Regions from separate parts of the Oryctolagus cuniculus genome. Here region 2 is linked to region 1. The links are chromatin contacts, called in public Hi-C maps. All regions are on one chromosome and are shown on one strand. The core of a region is the stretch at or near the end of the contact, and the rest is flanking DNA. Distances in the headings are between cores, read along the strand shown. Region 1 overlaps SORL1 (sortilin related receptor 1). Region 2 overlaps LOC138843476.

The links. Hi-C and Micro-C count contacts between places; a contact is called where the count stands out from the background.
Region 2: a Hi-C map of embryonic fibroblasts shows a contact between it and region 1, with 2.1 times the contacts expected there. The contact joins two enhancer-like sites.

Annotation. Positions count from the first base shown.
Region 1 is chr1:114,088,884-114,092,427 of mOryCun1.1, forward strand. It overlaps SORL1 (sortilin related receptor 1), which reads left to right. Exons shown (of 48, transcript NM_001082664.1): 47 at 1,241-1,453. Among named protein-coding and RNA genes, the nearest start is that of SORL1, 170 kb to the left of the region's middle. Within about 2 kb of position 1,523, at least 1 of the 8 cell types and tissues checked has an H3K27ac peak or open chromatin away from gene starts, as enhancers often do.
Region 2 is chr1:114,660,686-114,664,229 of mOryCun1.1, forward strand. It overlaps LOC138843476, which reads right to left. Exons shown (of 9, transcript XR_011378215.1): 5 at 1,847-1,992. Among named protein-coding and RNA genes, the nearest start is that of MIR100, 54 kb to the left of the region's middle. Within about 2 kb of position 1,901, at least 3 of the 8 cell types and tissues checked have an H3K27ac peak or open chromatin away from gene starts, as enhancers often do.

The sequences.
Region 1 (3,544 bases), core at 273-2,772:
TTCCTAAGTGCAGCACCATTTTTAAGCATACCCGGTTAACAGCCTCTGAGAAATGCCTTGAGAAGGAGCGTTGTGAGGACCCCTACCAGCTGCCTTTATGAAGCCCGTGCTGTTGGGAGCAGGCTCTTTCCTTCCTATCATCTCCTTTGAGTTCCAGCCGTGAGCATTCCGTTCATTTACCACTGCACAGCAGGGGTAGGCTGGGACGCATTAAATAAGGTCTTGCTGGAGTTTTGTGTTTTTTTTTTTTTTTTTTTCCTGGCAAGAAAGTAATGGAAGAAATTTAAATACAGACATGAATATTGAACTGCTAGATTAGGCTTACAAAAAATGGCTGCTCTCCCGCCTGTCTTTATGAGGGCCCTGGCAGGGTGAATCCCCAAGTAGCCTGAGCCGTCTGCATGAGGCCCAGACCGTGCCTGTACCATCTCCCCCACCCTGAGTGCTTCCTTTGCTGCAAACTGATGCCTGAGTTCCATTTTCTGCCTCAACTTCTATCTTTCCTTAGGATTTTTAACATAAAAATGTTCCCGGGGTCCCAACAGGGCAGGAAATGGGGCCGAGAGCCCCAGTGGTCCAGATCTGTCATCACAAAGCCAGCATCCATTTGTAACGATGGGCAGGGGGCATCGTTGTTAGGTTATAAACACCTAAATGGCTTTGCAAAAAGCTTTAAAAGATGCTAAATGTATATGGGATGGTTGTTTCTCTCTCTTTTTTTTTTTTTCACTAAGTGAAAAAACCTCATAAAACTTCATGAGCTGTTAAGTCGGTATTGTAAAGGAATCTCGTTTGTATCACTTAATGGAGCTTCAGGTGATTGCAGTTCAGAGTGACTTTGGTGCCAAGTAGGGGGAAATAATTGCGATCTCGTTAATTAGTGGTCTGATTTCACATCCTGTTATGTAAGGCAAGCAAGTGGTCTTAAGTAATAATGCTAATGAAATCAATGTTGACACCCCAGCAAAGGTCTGCCTTCCAAGAGATGATCTAAATAACCAACAAGGCGGCGATTAGGGCGCTAACGTAATTACCGTATTTGCATGCACGAGGCCCATGGTCTTTCAGCGCGTAGCAAGTAGTCGGGAAACATGCCGGCATCACACACGTGCAGAGAGGAGGTCGGGGTAGCTCCTGTGAAGTAGTTTCTATGGTGAGAGGGTGGGGCCTTAAGGACTTGCCTGGTGCACTCTCCTGCCCTCGGGTAGGAGGCTCATTGATGGGAGTCTCGTGTCTGCAGGTGGCGATGCGTCGGCGATGCAGGCTGCCAGGTCTACTGATGTCGCCGCCGTGGTGGTGCCCATCCTGTTTCTGATACTGCTGAGCCTGGGGGTCGGGTTTGCCATCCTGTACACGAAGCATCGGAGGCTGCAGAGCAGCTTCACCGCCTTCGCCAACAGCCACTACAGCTCCAGACTCGGCTCCGCCATCTTCTCCTCTGGGGATGACTTGGGTGAGTCACCACTTCTTCGCAGGGCGGGTCTCCCAAAGCCAGTGACCTGATTCGGAACAGCAGCTCATCCTGGGCACCAGAGGAGTCATTCATTCAGTGTTAATTTCATGGCCTTGGGCTGAAGTGGTTGGAGCCCTTAGCTTTTTAAGGTGTTCCCAAGTTAAAATACCATCTTGGCTTCAGCTGTGCAGTACTGGGCTGAAACAGGGATAAGGAGCTTGCCTGGCATAGGAAAGATAGAAAGGCCTTGGGCTTGGGAGATGCCAGTGTCAAAGCTCCCCAGATTGTCAACCCCTGTCTCATCCTTTGCACTCCTGAACTCTGACCTCTCTGGAGAATGTAGTCAAGAGGAACCGCAGTGCCTTCCTGGGGCTAGTGTGGGGCGCAGTAGGTTAAGTTGCTGTCTGTGACACCGACATCCCATAGGAGGGGTAGTTGGAATCCTGGCTGGGGCTGGCACTGGGGCACAGCAGGTTAAGTCACTGCCTGCGACGCCAGCATCCCATAGGAGGGGCATTTGGAGTCCTGGCTGCTCTGCTTCCAATCCAGCTCCCCTCTAATGAGCCTGAGAAAGCAGCAGAAAAGCAGCTGAGGTCCAAGTGCTTGGGTCCCTGCTGCCCATGTGGGAGACCCAGATGGAGTTCCAGGCTCCTGGGTTTGGTCTGGCCCAGCTGTTGTGACCTTCTGGGGAGCCAACCAGCAGATGGAAGACCTCCTTACTTTTCCCTGTAACTTTGCCTTTCAAACAATAAATATTTAAAAAATAAATAAAATAAATGTAGTATTTTCCCAATTGACTTCTAGCAAAAGATGCCCTTCTATCCTGCTTGTGTCTCTTTCCAGTTGCTAGCACCACTTCACCAGCCATTCTTGACTTATGTCTCAGTAACACATAGCTTGGGGGAAAGGAAGGAGATCCTTTTATTTATTTATTTATTTGACGGGTAGAGTTATAGACAGTGAGAGAGAGAGACAGAGAGGTCTTCCTTCCGTTGGTTCACTCCCCAAATGGCTGCTCCAGCCGGTGCTACGCCGATCCAAAGCCAGGAGCCAGGTGCCTCTTCCTGGTCTCCCATGTGGGTACAGAGGCCCAAGCGCTTGGGCCATCCTTCACTGCACTCTCAGGCCACAGCAGAGAGAGAAGAGGAGCAACCGGGACTAGAACCCGGTGCTCATTTGGGATGCCAGCGCCACAAGGTGGAGGATTAACCCAGTGAGCCACAGCGCCGGTCCTGAAGGGGGATCCTTTTATCCCCCTTAGAAATCTTCACACACTCAAATTCCTTAACACCGACACAGCTAGTATTACTGCTAATACATAATGCTAACACTAACACAGCTAAATTAATTAACTTGATGCAGTGGGCATGTTAAATGACCTCCCCAAACTCAGGCTGCTAAATGGGAGTTTGCATATTTATGTTTTCTGTGGTCCTTGTTTTTCTGTTTCAAAACGCATGTATGTATTCCCGTTCACTGGTTGATATCTGCTAGTGCCGTTCCCTTTTCTTGCTTCATCAGCTAGCGCCTTGCAGGAATGGGATGGCTTCTTTGCTTCCGCCCCCAGGGACAAAAGGAGCGCACCCCTCCCAGTGCCACGCAGTGATCCCCGAGTGCGGATCAGCACTTGGTTGCACAGGGCTCTACCAGGAGGGACAGTGTGTAGTCTGGGGAGTTGTCCTTACACCACCTAATCCTCCAGAGCCTGTCCCTTCGAGCAGTTTGGGTTCAGATGAGAATGCAAACTGTGCAGTTCACTGGGCCGAGGTGGGAGGTGGGGTGTGAGGGACTCCAGCTGGGGAACCCATTTAGCCTTTGGGTAGGCAGGCGAGGAGATTCTTCTTCCTGAAAGCTTTACTTTCTGTATTTGACTACATGCAAACCACCATTAAAATAAGCCTGATCGCCCATGTACGTACGGGGAGGTTGACCCTGGGGGCAGAGGGAGCCTGGGCTGCTTCCCTGCTCTGCCTGCCTGGCTGTGATGCTGATGTCCCTAGCCCGGGGGTTGTGAAGGACTGGGGCGTGGGCAGAGCGGCGGGATGTGGGCTCAGCAAAAGTGCACTGGAACTCACCAAGCCTGGCTGTTTT
Region 2 (3,544 bases), core at 651-3,150, 570 kb after region 1:
TACTCAATTTAGCCATTGATTGGTGGATATGAAAAGTAGAAAAGCATATAAACATCTGGGGAAAGTCAGCTTTTGAAATAATTCAGATTGTGACATACAGGTAAATCCCCAGTAAGAACCATGTGGCCGAGTATTGATTCCTTGTATTGGTATAGCGCGTGTAGAGTTACAACGTTAGTACATGCAAAGTACAATCCCATGTACTCATCACATCTCATACATGCGGATGCAGGAAGGAAGGGGGGCAAGAGCCACATTTGACAGATGGAGAAGAGAAGATGAGAGATTTGCCCACACTCTACGTCGTCTTCCCCAGGGAACCGTGACTGTGTCTGCAGGTATCAAAGCCACTCTCAGTCTTCCAGGGAAGGTTCTACCAGCCCACCCCATCTGAGCCATTTTCTGGCTGAACCACTTCAATCACAAAGTGACAAGTGACCCAGGAAACACTTTGCAGGCAGGGAATATAATGTGGGCATTATGAACAGAGCTTCTCCCAAGCACATTCAGTCTGATCATGTGCCTGAGGTGTGTGCGACACTGACGCCAGCAGCAGGGCCCAGGACACAGACAAATCACTTTCCTGGATAGCCAAGAAGACACCATCAATCATGAGCTGCATTTTTCAGAAATAGAAAAATGAATCCAAAACAGGGAAAAAGAACATTTAACAGTGGCTCAGAGGGAAAAAAACCAATGTTTCCCACTTATCTGCCGAAGTGGGTGCTCTAAGAAGTGCCAAGGAAACACGGAGGGGTATTCAAAATTTCCCACAAATAGTGGAATTAGATACAGAAAACAGTACTTCAAAAAAAAAAAAAAAAAACTGTGGTAATGGAATTAAAAGATGAATTTATTTTGGTGCAAGAAAAGATGAACTCCTGGCATAATCTTTTTGTTATCTGTGTTTTCCGTGATTTCCAAATACCTCTCACATGCACAGATTCCAAATTTTTTATACCACAATAAATTTATCTTTTAATTCTATTTTCCATGGAGTTTTTGAAGTTCCTACAAAGATTACAAGGCAAATCCCCTGCTGAGAGTGGGAAGGAACTATTAACTGATTAATTATTATTAATGCCATCTTTTATTTAGCTAGCAATTATAACCTATTAAGAGCATTTCTCCACATTATCTTACTATTCAAACCTCGGGAAAATCCTGTAAGGCTCATCAGTAATATGTTATTATCTCCCTTTCATAGACAAAGAAAGAGGAAACTCGGATGCTTCTTTGCTTTAGCTAATCTTGCCAATAAGTGGCAAGGCTTGGATTAGAAGGAAGAATTTCTGACTCCTGGGCCATTACCTGGGGCAAACGTGGAAGACGAGAGGGAAAGTGTGAACCAGCTCAAAGGGACAAAACCTGAAAATGCCCTCCCGCCAGAATCCCTTCCAGTTCAGGTCCCAGCGGGGAGGAGGTGTGGCTACAGACCGGGAGCCACCGTGGGGCACACCTACTCACTGTGAATTTTCTTGTGCAACTGAGCATTCGCTGTCAATCTTCTGTCCTCTCCTGTCCTGCGAGGCGTCTGGGGCGGCCAAGTTGGAACCAACTTCAAACCAACTTAAGTCTCTGATGCAGTTCCCAATCCCTCCCTCGCCTGCGCGTGGTCAGCCCTTTGCACCACACCCAAAAAACCATTTCTGGTTTTTATCCCTGCACTCCCCCAGGGCTCCTCACTGCTCTCTCCCTCCATCCTGGGGCCTCTCTGCACTGCTCCCCCCCCCCCCCCCCCCGGTTCATCTCTGCTGAACACCTCCGTGTGGGTTCCATCTACTCCTCCCACCCCACTCCCGCCCCCACCCCTTGAGCCCCCTGGCCAGCCTCTCCCGGGTCCTACCTGCGCGCCGCAGCCACAGGCACCTCCCGGCTGCCCCTGGGATGTCTTGGTTCTGAGTGTCTGACGCCGTCAGCCTCCGTCCAGGGCCTGTGCGCTGTGCGTGTATCTTCAAGCTCTTTGTTACTTTGCCTCCGTAGTTTATCAGGCTGGTAAAAAAACAACAACAACAACACACAATAGAGGATGGTTTCAGCTGTGGTTCTCGCCTGCAGCCTCCAGAAGTGTTATCTCAGACCCCGACATTGCAACAAAGAAATCTCACAGTGGGGTGAGGGAAAACCAGCTACAGGACAGGAGGAGAAAACTTCAGCGCTTCCAAAATTCCGCAGCCCCAGCTGCCCTCCGGGGGCTCCCCCTTGTGGGAGTTGCGAGGCATGGCAAGGCCGAGCCCGCTTGGGACGGTGCCTGGCCCGGAGGAGGCGAGCACGCTGGCGGGTGAGTCTCCAGCCACCAGCGTGGGCTCGCTCTGAGTTACAGAGTGGAGGGTCTCCGCGGTCAATCAGGGCACTGCTTTGGGGAGACGGTTCTCAGTGCCCGGGGACTGCGGCGCGCAGGTGAGTGAGGTATGAGTAATCAGCTCGCACAGCCCGGGCTTTGTCTGGGCGCTGGTGATTGGTAACCCTTGGCCTCTGCTTCGTGTCCGATTCCCCGACTGGCACGGAGGCACCATAAAGCCGGACATTCACCCAGGGCGGTTCTGGGGAGACAGGCGTGGCTCCGCCGTCTGACTAAAGCATGATGCCCGTCCTGTCTCCTGGATGCTCTGGCCAGGGTGGCCACTCCAGCTTCCGGTGCCGCGCGGGCATCCTGGCAGCTCACCACTCCCCACCTTGCTGTGAACAAGCTGGTGTCCACAAACTATCTTTCTCCAGAGAGATACAGTCTCATTCATCCTCTCCCACCCTGGCAGGCAAGTAGGACATCAAATATATTGCTCTCTTTCTCCAAACAGCATCAGAGGCTCATGCAGCCAAATGATTTCCAGAAAAGCCATCAGTGGAGCTGAGATGGGAGTGTGGGTTTCCTGACCTCCTCCTGTCCTGGTGGAAAGGAGAAAGTGAGGCTCACGGGCCACCCTTAGTGCAAGACAATGAGTTGCACCATGAAGGAGCACTGGGCAGTGCACTGGCCGTGACCCAGACTGAGCCTTTGGGAGACAACTCCTCATCGTGTGCAATACCAAGGAAGCAACCAACAGGCCCAGGGGAAGCTCTTTATTTTATTTTATTTTATTTTATTTTTGACAGGCAGAGTGGACAGTGAGAGAGAGAGACAGAGAGAAAGGTCTTCCTTTACCATTGGTTCACCCTCCAATGGCCGCAGCGACTAGCGCGGGGCGGCCGGCACACCGCGCTGATCCGATGGCAGGAGCCAGGTGCCTCTCCTGGTCTCCCACGGGGTGCAGGGCCCAAGCATCTGGGCCATCCTCCACTGCACTCCCTGGCCACAGCAGAGAGCTGGCCTGGAAGAGGGGCAACCGGGACAGAATCCGGCGCCCCGACCGGGACTAGCACCCGGTGTGCCGGCGCCGCAAGGCGGAGGATTAGCCTAGTGAGCCGCGGTGCCGGCGGGAAGCTCTTTATTGACCAGCCTGGTGAGTGGGACCTGAATAAGGAAACTTCTCTGAATGACCACAGTGCCCTGGCACTGACCGGAGGCTACCGCCTGCTTTGTGACACATGATGTCATTTTGCCATC